2 separate regions of the Sus scrofa genome follow, and region 2 is linked to region 1. The links are chromatin contacts, called in public HiChIP or PLAC-seq maps. All regions are on one chromosome and are shown on one strand. Each heading gives the region's core, a stretch centred on a gene start, on an enhancer-like site or on the middle of the called end of the contact. The rest is flanking DNA. Distances are from core to core; before and after follow the strand shown. Region 1 overlaps TMC1 (transmembrane channel-like protein 1). Region 2 overlaps TMC1 (transmembrane channel-like protein 1).

Region 1 (4,417 bases), core at 667-3,166:
GAATGAAAACACAGGAAAAACCCCAGAAGAACATGGAAAGAGAGCCTATAGCTGTTCTGCCATAATAACAGATAAGTTCTCAAATACATTGGCACATCAGACCACTCTTGGTTTTCAACATCCTTAGGTTGACAATGACAGACAACACGATGCCCTGCTATAACCAACAATGTGGACAATGTTTTCACTCAAAGAAGTTTCCTTTCTACTGGCAGTATTCTTAGGTTGGAAACAGACCAAAAAGTTCCTTGAATTTCAATTTCAGGAATTTTGACATTATTCTCCTGCTAATGGGCAAACAGTGGAGTTTTACTACCTGTTATTCTAAGTTTCTTAGTATACTCACAGAAGCCTATTTCTTCACTGGATCCAGGTTTGAAATAAATCAGCCATAACCCTTAGGTGAGTTTCTGTGAATAGGGGGAGAAAAGAGAGGAAAAAAATGCCACCATCCAATGTGGAATACAAACAGACAATTCAGAGAGAGGTGTATTTATTTCTTTCATAAGAATTCAAAGCATTTTTCCACTCAGCTCAGTTTGACGTCCCCATTCCAGTCAGTAGTATGATACCAAGATATGGGAGTGTGAGTGTGAGTGTGTGTGTGTGTGTGTGACTGGGCAGGGAAAGAGGCAGTAAAAGGGAAGTATGATCCAGTTGTTACTAATGGATTGCTAAATTTTCCCTCAAGTAAAGATATTTTAGCCTTCTCTTTCTCCTATGTCTTATGTCATATCTTGGCATCAAATCAGCCCTACCAGAAGCAAGCACATTAACTCTTTCAGCTCTCTAGGGTAACATTCAGACTATTCAATGCATTTCTGGTGCTCTTCTCTCTAAATGGACCATACGAGGATAATATTTAGTTCAATACACTAGTGATTCATAAAACAATTCCCTGGAGGTTTGAAAGAGTTAACCTGTACCTCTCCCTAAACATTTAGTTTAGTACAAAGTGGGGGAAACGAGGAAAATAGAGACTAATATCTCATTAATTGGCACAAAATTCTAGTGACATAAGCAAAAGACAGAAAGTACCATCTTTAATATACAAATGGAAAAACTGAGAACCCCAAGAAATTCTTGTTCACAGTCACACAGTAAGCTGACCTCAGAGCCAAAACTATTTCCAGGTCTCCAAATGTTCCATCTGGAGCTCTGCCTATGATTTCCTCCAAATTCAAACTCATGTAGGGAAAGGGTGGATGGAAGTGTGTAAGAGGTAGAGGTTAACACAAGAGTACTTGTGGGCCCTTCCAGGTCCAAAATTCTGTCTTTTTCATTTCTCTGAAATGCAAATGTTGGTCTGTTCTACTACAAATTCTGCTTGAGATGAAACAGAATTTTAAGTATAATCTGTACAACCATTCCTTCCCAATTTCCTTCCTGGCCAGAAGTTACCGTCACCTCTGACCACACAAAACCAGAGGCCTTTCTACGTTTTGCCTCAGTTCCCATCAACGTGTTTGCAACTTCCCATAGTTTATTTTCATCTCTCTCCAGCAAACGAGGCCTCTTGTGAAATGAGAGAAGACAGGGTCAGCAAACACATGCCTGCTGGCTCAACAGAAAATACCACACAGAGCTGGGGGAGCCCGCATGGGGGCTGCCAGGAGGCTGCACAGCTAATTTGCACCCTGGCACTGCAGTTGGATTTCTTATGAGACAGAATTCTTGAGATTAAGTCACTGTTGTTGAAAAGGAAGTCGGGAATAACAAGGGTGGGGGAATTGCCATGACTTTGCAATCCAACTGTGACCCTCTTCATGCCAAAGTTCAGAATAATAAATTTCGGAGCTGGAAATCATCCAATGCATATCTTATCAATGAGAAAACCAAAGCAAACAGGGAAGTGACCTATCCCAGACCACATGACTCATTAGTGGCACAGTCAGTGAATGAGGGCATTTGAGTGTAAAGAACAGAAAGAGAGAGGCTGACATTACTTCAGATAATGAGGATGCATGGGGGGCAGGGGAACTCCAGTGGCAGCACAGACAAATTTCACTGAGAGCTAAACACTGCAGATACGTAAGAGCAGTTCTAGTAAATATATACTCAGCCTGCCACTTTCACTCTGGCAAACGTGTCTTAGACATCAGCATCTGTCTGTCTGTCTGCTCTAGTCCTTTAGTACTATGGGCACTAACTACTCTCTTCTCTGGCTTTGCTTTTACTGCTTTTGTTTATATAAATACACATCTCTTTATTCTCCTGTCTGCTTTTAATTCCTGTTTCCCAGAGTTTCTGCTTCCTATGTTGGCTTCCTGACTTACTTTCTGTGTGTCTCCTGTTTTCTGCCCACTGACAAACAACTGACTACCCGTAGATAGACTTACATTCAATTTCTGGGTGGAAGGATCTGATGTAACCCTCCAGCAGTTCTATAGCGCTCTGCCTCCAGACCTTAGGGTTAATACAGATGATGGCTACAGAAAGAGGTCCTTCCCTGGTCAATCAGGATAGACTAGAAAGACAAGATGAGAAGTCATTTTTCCTCAGAATGGTCTTGAGCATAGAAAACACTTGGAGTATAATTAGTGCTTTGGCCTAGACTTCACAGCTCTTGGTTATGTAGCATGTAGTAGTGAATAAGAAAATATTTCTGGAGCAAGGCTGCTGGGTTTTAATCTTCTGGCAAGTTTCAGTTTAGGCAAGTTAGGCAAGCTTAGATTCCTTATCTTAAACATAGAGATTATAATATTGTCTATCTTATAGGGTTGTGAGAGGACTGTGATAATTTACATAGAATGTTCAGAAAAGAATCTGGCACATAAGTGCCCAATAACGTTGTATATTATTGTTATTATTATTATTATTATTATATTGTTTTTTTCCACAGCACCTGTGATAGTTTTAAAATAGACCTGCAGGGAGTTCCCGTCATGGCTCAGCGGAAACAAATCTGACTAGCATCCATGAGGATGCAGGTTCAATCCCTGGCCTCACTCAGTGGGTCAAGGATCTTGCCATGAGCTGTGGTGTAGGTCACAGATGTGGTTTGGTTCCCCAGTTGCTGTGACTGTGATGTAGGCCAGCGGCTACAGCTCTGATTTGACCCCTAGCCTGGGAACCTCCATTGCCACGGGTGTGGCCCCAAAAAGATTAAATAAATAAATAAACAAATAATTAAAAAATTAAAATAGACCTGCAAATCCTGTGACACTTCTTCCACAAAAAAAAAAAAAAAGAGCTTAATTTGTCTCCTTTGAATATGGTTCACTTTAGTGACTTCCCTCTAATGTGCCAATGCAACAAAAATGCTGCTGCATGATTTCCAGGGCTAGTTCGGGAAGGCAATATAATTTCTGCCTTGTTGGTACTCTTGTTATTGAAACTCAGCCATCTTGTTGTAAGGAATCCCAGAACCCATAGAGAGGTCATATATAGACAATGTACCAGCTGACAGCCTGGGCTAAGGTCTCAGTCGACAACCACATCAGCATCAGATATATTAGTGAATGAACCTCAGCTAATCCCAGCCCCAGCTTTCAAGTTTTCCACCCAAGGTCTCAGACTTCATGATGTAGAGTAAGTAATCCACTTCAAGCCTTGTTTGAATTCCTGACCCACAGAATCTGTGAGCATCATTAATGGTTGATTTATCACAGTTAGTTTGGAAGTAATTTGGGTAGTCACAATAAGTGGAACAGCCTCTTTATTTCTTTATCTCTATGAGAGCACTATTCATGGGGACCTTGACCTTCAGAGGAATCAGGTAACATTAACTTATCTCTAAAACTAGGCCTCTACACTGCAGTTCTTAACTAAAGGAGAGATTATAATTGTCTAAGAGTTTTATAAAAATGCAAATCCCAGGTCCCATACTGACACAGGCTAAAGAGCAGATATGGGACTAAGACATGTATAATTTGAAAATATTCCTCATTTAACTTCAACAGATCTCCATAAAGGGGAGATCACTGAGATACTTGTCTCCACATTTAGTTTGGAGGGCAAAAGCTGAAGACTTTCACGCATACTCAGTAGGAGTTTACTAAAAATCTCTGTGTGTCTGGTTCTGCTGCCTGGGGCCCTAACAGGAAGACCACACTCCATTCTGGGAATGGATTAGAAGTAAATTTGATATTTCTGCTGTGTAAGCTTCTCTTGATGAAATCCAGATTAGGAATGGAAGATAATAAGGTACAGAAATGTAATAGTTAATTTCTAATATATAAGCATCAATCTATTAATTCTTTCCTTCAAAACCTAGAGAGCTAGGAACAAGACAAAGATGTCCACTCTCACCACTTCTATTCTACATTATACTAGAGTTTCTCGCCAGGGCAATTAGGCAAGAAAAAGAAACATGAGGCATACAGATTAGAAAGGGAGAAGTAAATCTATCTCTAGCTACAGATGACCTGATTTTACATACAAAATCTGGAAAGTGTAATAGCATGCCTTTCTGGGC
Region 2 (3,911 bases), core at 1,123-3,622, 150 kb before region 1:
CAACTGTAGGATTCTCCTCATTTGTTTTCCATCTCTCAGAGGTCACTATCCTTTTTTTTTTTTTTTTTTTTGTCTTTTTGCCATTCCTTGGGCTGCTTCTGCGGCATATGGAGGTTCCCAGGCTAGGGGTCGAATAGCAGCTATAGCCGCTGACCTACACCAGAGCCACAGCAGTACAGGATCCGAGCCGGGTCTGCGACCTACACCACAGCTCACGGCAACGCCGGATTGTTAACCCACTGAACAAGGGCAGGGATCGAACCTGCAACCTCATGGTTCCCAGTCAGATTCGTTAACCACTGTGCCACCACGGGAACTCCTCACTATCCTTTTTTATCTGAGATGTCTTGAAACTGTTGTTTCATATATTTTGCCATTTTAAAAAAAGTTGTTTCAGGAAAGAGAGTAAATAAATTCAGTATCTGTACTCCATCTTGACCAATGAGAAATTTATTCATGCCAAATGCTCTAGAAGTCTGTAAGTTAACTTCTTTTTTTCTAATCGCATGGAGAAACCCAGAAAACCAAAACATGAGTCAACAACCCTGGCTGCCTCCCATCCCTTTCTTTTTTGTTTCATATCCAATCACCTTCAGGTGATTCCACATGGAATTACCAGTTCTGAGGAATGGTTACATAAATTAATTCAGCTTCTATAATATCTAGCAGTACTTTAATGGTATGTAGAAATGTTTATTATCTACTATGTAAAGAGATTATAAAAATTCTGTATATTATACAATATGAGATAACTGAAATAAAAGTCATGCCAAATGTGAGTTGGGGCTGACATAAAATATGCCAAAATGCTAGCAGCCATATCTGGATGATGAGGTTGTGAGAAGTCTTTTTCTTCCTCTTTAGACATTTTCTATATTTCCAAATTATTACAGTAAATGAATATTTACCCTATTTACTTTTAAAGATGCTTTTAAAAAGTACTGTTCTGTTTTGTTTTTGATTTTAAGACAGATTTAGGGAGACAAAAAGTGAGGAAAATTAAAAAAAAAATAAAGATACAGAAAGTAAGAGGTTACACTTTGTTATGTCTCCTAGAATTTCACTCAAAGGCTTATTTGACTGACCCTTGCAGTGTCCCTGTAAAGAAGTCCTGGATTACAAAAGGTCATAAAAAAAAACAGGAATAAAGCAGTCAGAACTTAATATTTTTCCCCCACAGTGTTAGGAAGAAAGGAGCCTACTAATAAAATGTCTAGTGCTTTCTTCAGTAGTGGCTAAAATGTTCCACCTTGTAATGTAGTTCAGAAAAATGCTGCTGAGACATTGTGGAAGTTTAAGGAGAAATGATAGGAGAGAGTTTTAGTTAATTAGCTCTACTTTCTCTTAATTATCAAAATTAATAGACCTCAATTGACTATTTTATTCTTAGGTCAGGTACTGCCATCATCCTTACTTTGCAAGGAAGAAAGCAGTAGGAAGGACTGTGTGTCTTAGTTGAAGGAACTGTCTTGTTAGAATCAGGCAGACCTGAGTTCAAAACCTACCTCTGCCGCTTCAAAAAGCATGACCATAAGCCATGTCTAGCCTCTTTGAGCATGTTTCCATTTTCCATTTCAACAAGTTGTAAAAATAAATAATCTCATAGCAGTGTTATGAAAATTAAATAAGTAAAATGTATGTGGCAGTATATAGAAAGCACTCAAATCTATACTAATCTAATGACATCTGAGGAGCCATAAAGTAAATAAGCTATTTTTTCTTTCATTCCAGGAGGTCCTAGTCTAGACAGATGAAAACATATGCACAAATAAAATGATTGGTGTAGAGTGGAATGTAAGTATTTAATGTCAAAAATAGGAGTCAGGAGAGAAAGACAGCCCAGGATGATGAATCGGTCAGTGCAAACTGCATGAAAGAGGTAGATTAACACTGAGTCTCTAAATGTAAAGAGATTAGAAGTCATCATTCCCATCCTAACTAGAAAAAGCTGAACAAACTAAAAATCAACAATTCTTCGGAGAATTGACTTCACAGGGCAAATCATTGCCCCTAAAATTGGAGAGAGACACAGGGCAATACAGAGAATTGCAATTCACCACAGCAAAACCCTGCAAGCAGAAACCTGTGTGGAAACTGTTAGTGGGTAGAAAATTCTACACTGTAATTGACAAATTGCTGGTAAAAGAACTAGAATTGGTAGAGAACAAGTTATAGCCCCATTGGGGTGAACAAAGGATGGGGGCTGGAATTTATAGCAATAGGTGTCGTTACCTACTAAAAAATGAATAAACAGAAACCTCAATTAAATAGAGTTGGAGGCCAGAAGGGGGAGCTCTCATCCTGTGTGGAAAACAGAGCCCAGCAAGTAAACAGACTTGCTTCAATTCAAAGACTCAGCCAATGGAAAGCCATGGACTCTTGGCTTACTAAAGCCCTCTCAATTTCCTTTTCCTCCCTATAAAAGCACACTCCTTTCCTTCCAGGCCTTGCAGGTGGCTCACCATGATTGCAGACCCCAAACTGCAATTCTCTGCTGATCCAAAACAAACCCATCTTTGCTGAAGAAATATCTGTTTGTTTCAGGTCAACATACCTGACCATGTTATTGCTAAGCAAATGAAAAACTTCAGGGATTAAAAATGTCCAGGATCCATAGAGAAACCCAGTGATGGGTGCTATTACCTCAACTTTTAAACAGATTGAGTAGGTAAATTCATTTAAATACTATGGATCATACATATGTTTGCCTTTGGTACTTCTCAAGATCAAACTATACATGGTAGTGAAGGAATTTTAAAAGATACAAACCCACAAGACAAAGGGAAAGAAGGAATATCAGCAGACGAGCAATTTCTACAGTATTTAAAAAATGAGAAAATAGAGAAGAGAATTCTAGTTTATCCAGGCAAGGACTATAGTGCATGTACATTTTTATAATGAATATGTGGCAGCTAAGAGGAAGAAAGCTGACTGGCATTGCAGAATGCAGGGAATTAGATCTTAGAGGCGAGAAGAAGAGCATAGTGGTGAGACATGGGATAGAAAAAGGCCTTAAATTGAAAGTCAACACTGGTAATTTCCTTTGCCAAACCACCTCACTGAGACTGCAAGAGCAACTAGACAGATGGAAAAACTAAAAGCTACCAGGTATCAGTAGCTCTTCTATCCTGCTTTAGTTTGCTTCATAGCTGTCTCCACCTGACATTATGTTCTCTAGTTATTTATTAATTGAGCTACTTTTTATTTTCCCTATAGGAAGTAAGCTCTAAGAAGGCAGGGCCTTTCTTGGTCTTCTTCAACTCTCTGTTTTTGTGCCTGGAAAATTGTAGCATTCAGTAAATATTTGTGGCATGAATAAGTGAATGTATAAATGAATTAATGAACCAATCCATCAACGAACAATAGTGATATTACATGGTAACTTTCGTCTACTCCCGGACGTACCACATTTTCCCCCTAGCTTTGGGGCCTTTGTATAAGAAAACTTTCCAAGAGAAAGAAAAATGATGAACAAAGTCACAGGAAGGAGGAAGCACAGGACTGGAGGGAACAGAGCAGAGCTTTGCTCCATTAGAGTAGGACTGCTTCTTTAGGGCTCTTCCCTAATTTCCTTGGAGACAAACCTATATTTTCCTTAACTGCATCTCCCGTACCTCTCAATATCAAAGCAGGTTTTAATGTAGCTATTGTAAATTTTTCCGGTTGAAATGGTTAGTATTTTACTTGGCTGTCTTCTCACTACAGCATTTGTGCAGTCTGGCAGCTCTGATCATCACAGAACCCCAGCCTTCTCAATGAAGAGATGTAAATACAGGGGGATGAAGAGGAACCATGGCAGGGAATCATGTTCCCACTTCAGCACACCATTATACAGATCACTCCTCTTCAAAGAGAAAGCAAATGTCACTTTCTCATGAGTGGGGTAATTTTCCTTCCCGGTGGTTGGGGCT

What was found. HiChIP or PLAC-seq counts read pairs in DNA pulled down with a chosen protein or histone mark.
Region 2: a contact with region 1 is called in an H3K27ac HiChIP or PLAC-seq map of alveolar macrophages. The contact joins two enhancer-like sites. A contact is called at or near these places in 1 of 47 Hi-C or Micro-C datasets (embryonic fibroblasts) and 1 of 2 datasets of contacts at active chromatin or transcription factors (alveolar macrophages).

Annotation. Positions count from the first base shown.
Region 1 is chr1:225,812,415-225,816,831 of Sscrofa11.1, reverse strand. The region is part of intron 2 of TMC1 (transmembrane channel-like protein 1); the gene reads right to left. Among named protein-coding and RNA genes, the nearest start is that of TMC1, 100 kb to the right of the region's middle. Within about 2 kb of position 1,916, at least 46 of the 83 cell types and tissues checked have an H3K27ac peak or open chromatin away from gene starts, as enhancers often do. A contact at or near this core is called in alveolar macrophages, where this site is marked.
Region 2 is chr1:225,963,867-225,967,777 of Sscrofa11.1, reverse strand. The region is part of intron 5 of TMC1 (transmembrane channel-like protein 1); the gene reads right to left. Among named protein-coding and RNA genes, the nearest start is that of TMC1, 250 kb to the right of the region's middle. Within about 2 kb of position 2,372, at least 3 of the 83 cell types and tissues checked have an H3K27ac peak or open chromatin away from gene starts, as enhancers often do. A contact at or near this core is called in alveolar macrophages, where this site is marked.